2 separate regions of the Pan troglodytes genome follow, and region 1 is linked to region 2. Evidence: chromatin contacts called from public HiChIP or PLAC-seq data. All regions are on one chromosome and are shown on one strand. The core of a region is the stretch at or near the end of the contact, and the rest is flanking DNA. Distances in the headings are between cores, read along the strand shown. Region 1 holds the start of MPRIP (myosin phosphatase Rho interacting protein). Region 2 holds the start of FLCN (folliculin).

The links. HiChIP or PLAC-seq counts read pairs in DNA pulled down with a chosen protein or histone mark.
Region 1: an H3K4me3 HiChIP or PLAC-seq map of stem cell-derived excitatory neurons shows a contact between it and region 2, with 2.6 times the contacts expected there. The contact joins the promoter of MPRIP here to the promoter of FLCN in region 2. A contact is called at or near these places in 1 of 7 Hi-C or Micro-C datasets (stem cell-derived neural progenitor cells) and 1 of 1 datasets of contacts at active chromatin or transcription factors (stem cell-derived excitatory neurons).

What each region holds. Positions count from the first base shown.
Region 1 is chr19:50,764,674-50,767,441 of NHGRI_mPanTro3-v2.0_pri, forward strand. It overlaps MPRIP (myosin phosphatase Rho interacting protein), which reads right to left and starts at 1,400. Exons shown (of 23, transcript XM_063799700.1): 1 at 1,156-1,400. The coding sequence starts at 1,278.
Region 2 is chr19:50,570,341-50,573,235 of NHGRI_mPanTro3-v2.0_pri, forward strand. FLCN (folliculin) reads left to right here and starts at 1,514. Exons shown (of 14, transcript XM_024350450.3): 1 at 1,514-1,793.

The sequences.
Region 1 (2,768 bases), core at 150-2,649, 190 kb after region 2:
CCTGACCTCAGAGAAAGGCCCCGTGCCCCAGGCCGTAACCCCTGCCCCACCACCCTACTCCAGTCGGCCATGTAAACAAGTCAAACCCTGGGTGCACTGAAGTGGCATTAAAAACAACCAGGCCCGTTCACTCGTTTTCAGTCTAAGGGGTTCTTCTGCGACAGGAGTGGTTACAACTAGGTCACACTGGACTGGAATGTGAAGGGACTTCCCCTGGCTTCATTCAGGAGGCTGAGAGAAAGCTCTGAAGAGGATGGAGATGATGGCCGTGGGGAGGGTACCGAGGCACATCCCAAGGAGGTGCACACAAGGCTCGGAATCCTGGAACACTAGGAGTTCAAACAGCAATCACTGCAGGGGTTCCCAAGGGCCATGGGGGCTGCAGCCAAGCCTCTTGGAGCCTTTCATCAATACAAATTCCCCATCTCCCCAGTCACTCCAGGGCGGGGGCCCCAGAACTCTGTGTTTAATGGCTATGACTCTAATGCACGTTTGGGAGTCACAACTAGTTCAAAGCCCTGTTTGACAGTTAAGGCTGGGAGACAGAAATCAACTTTCCCGAGGACCCACAGGTCTCCTCACCCCTCGGCCAGTGACCAGGGAACTGGTCCCAGCTCCCCGCTAAACTATGGCCTGCCAAACTAAGTTCAAGAACAAGACCCTCCTCGCCAGACTTGGACACCCCTTCACCTCTCTCCAGGGCTTGACAGTGACGATGATTCAGAATCGGGGCAGGCTGCGTCCCACTAGACGGAAGCCCACAGTCCTCCCCAACAATCCGACCCCTGGGCCACTCTGGCTGGACAAATCCAAGTCCAGTCCCAAGCCAGAATCTCAGGGGGGTCCCGTCAAGCGGCATGCAATCCCTAAGCGCTTTGTTCCTACTAAGCGAAACCAGGCACTTTTGAGTCACCCAAAAAGCATGAATCACACAGCCGGGCAATGGGAACGGGAAAGGATGTTATTTTTCGGCATACTCGAGGATTTTCCCTTTGTCCGAGCTCTGTCAATGCACTTCCCGTCCCCGTCCCCATGCCCCAGGAGTCGCGCATTTCCCTGCTCCATTTTTATTTTCCCTGCAGCCCTTGGCGGCGCCCCGGCCGCCGACCCGCGGCTCCCAGAACGGAGGTGTCCGGGCCGGCCCCAGTCGCTCACCTGCGTCAGGTCCTCGTCGTTGAGCAGATGCGACTCGCGGGGCTTGAAGCAGTTCTGACACTTGCTCTTGTTGAAGATGTTGGCCTGGAATTTCCTGCACGGGTTCTCCTTGGCTGCCGACATGGTCGGCGCAGCGGCGACGGCGGCGGCGGCGGCGGCGCAGGCCTGGCCGGCCTGGCGCTCCCGGCGGGCTAGGGGCTCAGCGCGGCCGCCGCCGCATCCCTCGCCGGCCCCGCCGCAGGCCCGGCCCGGCCTCCTTCCCGGCGGGCGGTTCGCTGCACGCGCCGAGGCTCCTGAGCCGCCCGGGCCTCACAGCGCGCGCGACGCCCAGCTCCCGCCCGCACCGCCGCCGCCCGGCCGCCGCGGGCCCATGGACGCGGCCTCGGGCCCGCTGCTTCCCGCTGCGGCCCGCCTCTCAGGCTCCGGTCGCCGCCGTCCCGGCTCGTCCGCGCCGCCGCAGCTGCCCTCGGCGCCCCGCGGCCGCTGCAAATGGGAGCGGAGCGCCTCACGCACTACGGGCGGGGCGGGCGGGCGGGCGCGGGGAGGTGCCGGGGCGTACGGGGCGGGGCAGCGCCCGACGCGATCGGCAGCCCCACCGGCCAATGGCGTTGGCGCGCTCTCGCTAACAAAGGAACCTCTGGGCCAATGGCAGTCGGGGGCGGGACCGAGGGCCGCCGAGCGCAAGGTAAGTTGTGCAGGCCGGGAAGGTGGGGGCGCCGGCATGGGACGTTCAGGTTTGGTGGACTGGCGCCGAGGCCGGCCGGGCTGACAGCTGCAGGGCCCGGGCGGGGGCTGCGGGGGAAGGCGGAGCCGACCTCAGGCTGCCTCTCTGCAACCCCCTCGCTCCCAGGCTCGCCTTCCCGCGCCCACGCTGTACACCCAACGGAGGCATCTTCCCCAAGCCCAGCTCGGAGAGGATTAGTTTAGCACCTACTGTGTACCAGGCCCCCTCGTAGGAGTCAGTTAGCGTCGGGAAGGGCTGGATACTCCAAGGGCTCGCTCATTAAAGTTTCGCAACCTCTCCATTCTCATCCCCATTTTACATAGGAGGAGACTGAGGAGCAGAGAAGTAACAGCGGGTAGTATTTCAAGGGATGACTAAGAGAAGATGTCAGCGGACTTGAAGAGCTGTCAGCTCCATTAGGGGAGATGAGCGAAGGCTGACTCTCTGCCAGGTGCTGAGCTAGGCATTCTTTCCCCCATGATGTGCTTGAGGAAATGAAGGGTCAGACACCTGGAGTAATTTGTGTAGGATCACTCTGCTAGGAAGGGGCCGAGCTGTCACTCCCGTCCTCCGTTGTCCAGCCTCCTGGCCAAAAGACAACCTGGAAAAGGCTGTCAAAGGCTCAGGCAGAAGGTTGCAGGAGCCCAGAGAGGGGAGAGATGCGCTCTTTAGAAAAATTCGGGTGGCTTCAAGGAGGAGGGGAAGTTTAAGTGGACAGTGAGAGGGTTGAGTGTGGCTGGAAGTGGAGATAGGGGAAGAAGGAGCAAGAGGGATTGGAGGAGGGCTCTATCACCCAGGCCTTGTATTCCAAGGCCAGGCGTGCACATGTCATCCCACTGGCAGCTGGGAGTCATGGTGAGTCTTTAAACAGGGGGGTGAGCTAACCCAG
Region 2 (2,895 bases), core at 264-2,763:
GAGTCTCGCTCTGTGCCAGGCTGGAGTGCAGTGGCACGATCTCAGCTCACTGCAACCTCTGCCTCCCGGGTTTAAGCAATTCTCCTGCCTCAGCCACCCGAGTAGCTGGGACTACAGGCGTGTGCCACCACGCCCAGCTAATTTTTTTTGTATTCTTAGTAGAGAGGGGGTTTCACCTGTTGGCCAGGATGGTCTCCATCTCTTTACCTCGTAATCCGCCCACCTCGGCCTCCCAAAGTGTTGGGATTACAGGCGTGAGCCACCGCGCCCGACCAGAACATGGAAATTTAAAGAGAAAAAAATAAGTGACCTCTGATTTCAAAAACACAACCACCCACTTTTCTATTCTATTCCTGGTGAGCACATTCTGGAGACTCTGCGGCAACCATAGCCTCGGCCGCGGCGGAAGGCTCCGGGGCGGCCACACCTCAGGGGGCAGCGCGCGCAGGCGGGTCAGGCTCTGATTCCCATCTCTCTCCGGTCTTCACTGGAAGGACCCACACTACATCACAAAGTAATGGCTTTACAATTAACTTCTAAGTAGCTAAATTTAGTAATGGGCGCTCAAGTTTTAAAAAATATTATTCAGGCCGGGCGCGGTGGCTCACGCCTGTAATCCCAGCACTTTGGGAGGCCAAGGCTGGTGGATCACCTGAGGTTAGGAGTTCAAGACCGGCCTGGCCAACAGGGTCTGCAAAAATACAAGAAATTAGCCAGGCGTGGTGGCGGACGCCTGTAGTCCCCAGCTACTCGGGAGGCTGAGGCAGGAGAATCGCTTGAACCCGGGAAGCGGAGGTTGCAGTAAGGCGAGGTCGCGCCACTGGACTCCAGCCTGGGCAACAAGAGCGAAAGCGAAACTCTGTCTCAAAAAAAGAATATTATTCAAAAACTGATTTTCACATTTTTAAAAAAGACCCACTGAGGGAGGAAGACCGAATCCCACACATGCGCGCGCACAGCGGTTCCGAGTTCTGCAACCAACCTCCCACGGGCGCCGCGCCTTCTCCGCGTCACGTGACGGCCGTCTCCCGCACCTTCCATACTCTCAATGTAGGGAGAGGACGGGTTCCATCAGCAATTTAATAAAAACCATTGGTGAAGCAAAAAAAAAAAAAAAAGCCTGCCAACCTCTTATAACGTTTTTTCTTTATTTTTCTCTTTTATGTGGACAGGAAGCCTTAGGTTGGCTATATTTACCCTCAAATCTGTTTTTAAAATGATTTTTAAGTTTCAGCATACTCCCGCGCTTAATGAAATGGTTTCCCCCAGCATCCCCAGCTGGTGCGGTCTGAACCATTCGGAACTTCCCGGAGGGGGGCACCGGAATAGGGGCGGCGGAAAAGGGTAATTGTCGGGCAGCGGCCCCTGCTTCCCAGTCAGACCTCGGAGTTGCAGGACTCGGACTGTGTTCCTGGGCTTGCGGGAGCTAGGGAGGCCCGGCTCTCCTCGCGGTGCAGGACGCGCTCGGACGGCTCCCGCACCCCCACCGCAGTGTTGGGTGGTGGTACGGCTCAGGGAGTCACGCGCCTGGGTCTCGGCGGGGCTGCGGGACCGCGAGTGAGTGTGGTCGCTCCTGGTTCTGCCAGCTCCCCTGAGAGCCTGAACCCGGGCTTGAGAGCCTCGCCACCCCGGGTGACATCCCTGCCGTGGGCTTGGGGGCTCTGGGTGTGATCCCGCCGGTCCGGGTCCCGCACCGACCACCTACCCAGCGCAGTCAGGGGCGGGGCTGGGACCCAGAGCGGGACCCCGGCTGCCGAGTCCAGGTGTCCCGCGGGCCTCGATTCAGGGAGCAGGTAGGCGGGGGTCTGAGGGGTTGGCGGAGGGGCCTGTCCGAGTTTTCGTTGGTCCCAGGTGGACGAGTAATGGGGGAGGGTTTAGGGCCAGAGTCCAGGGCGTCGCCGAGACCCTGAGATTTGAAGATAGGTTGGGGGCACGCCCATTAACCAAGTCTATGGGGATGATGACTGTGATCTCATTTGATGTTGCCATGAAACGGGACTGTTTGCCTTCCCTTCTCCCAGGTTTTGTCTTCGCTCTGTTTGGAGGAGAGGGTGTGTGTCATCCTCTTCTCCCAGTTTGGCGTTCAGGAGGGTCCTCTGATGCGCTAATAGGGTAGCACCGTGTCCTCCAGGGAGGGTGGAAGACCGCGCTTCTCTCCAGTTGAGAGTACTGTCAGTCGCGTCCTTGTCTCCTGGAAAGAATGGATTGGCTTGTGGATTGAAGTCCAAGGTGTGGTCACTAGCAGTCTCTTCAAGTGGGGACACAGGGCAAGGAGGAGCTTGCTGGAAGTAGGTTCTGGCTCTCTAGCCTTTGGCCACAGCCAGTTTAGTGCCAGATTATCACCGTGGTCATCAAGTAATTGAGTAATAGTGGCAGGTGACACTGCGTTTGCCCTTCTAGTGTCCTATGTCAGGGAGCTCTGTGAATGGAAATCCAGGGAAACGGTGGAAATAGAGCCACAGTGAGAGTGGATCTGAACTGGCAGTCATCCCCTGCAGAACTTTTCACCCTGGGCTTGTTGGGATCCCAGCTGCTAACTTAATGAGGCTCCCCAGTGGGAGACTAGTTATAGAAGCTGTGTGTCCACTGCTGGTTAAGATCCGTTATAGTGCCTTGTTTATTTAGAGTGCCCTTACTTAGTGGCCTCTTTAATTCTCCACGGTGCTATGAGAACACCATAGGAAGTAGGGTTGAAATAGGGCCAGGGCGCACCACGGGTGGTGGTGAGGTCACTGTCCAGGTCTGGGACTCAGCCATTGTGGGAGGGGGACATGAACAGACACTCTACCACATCAGGGAATTTGAATACTGTCTTTGGATATGTTGATGAAGAGACTGTCAGCCAGGGCATTTCGGCTTCCTATGTGGGTTCTGGAAAGCTTGTTGGAAACAGAC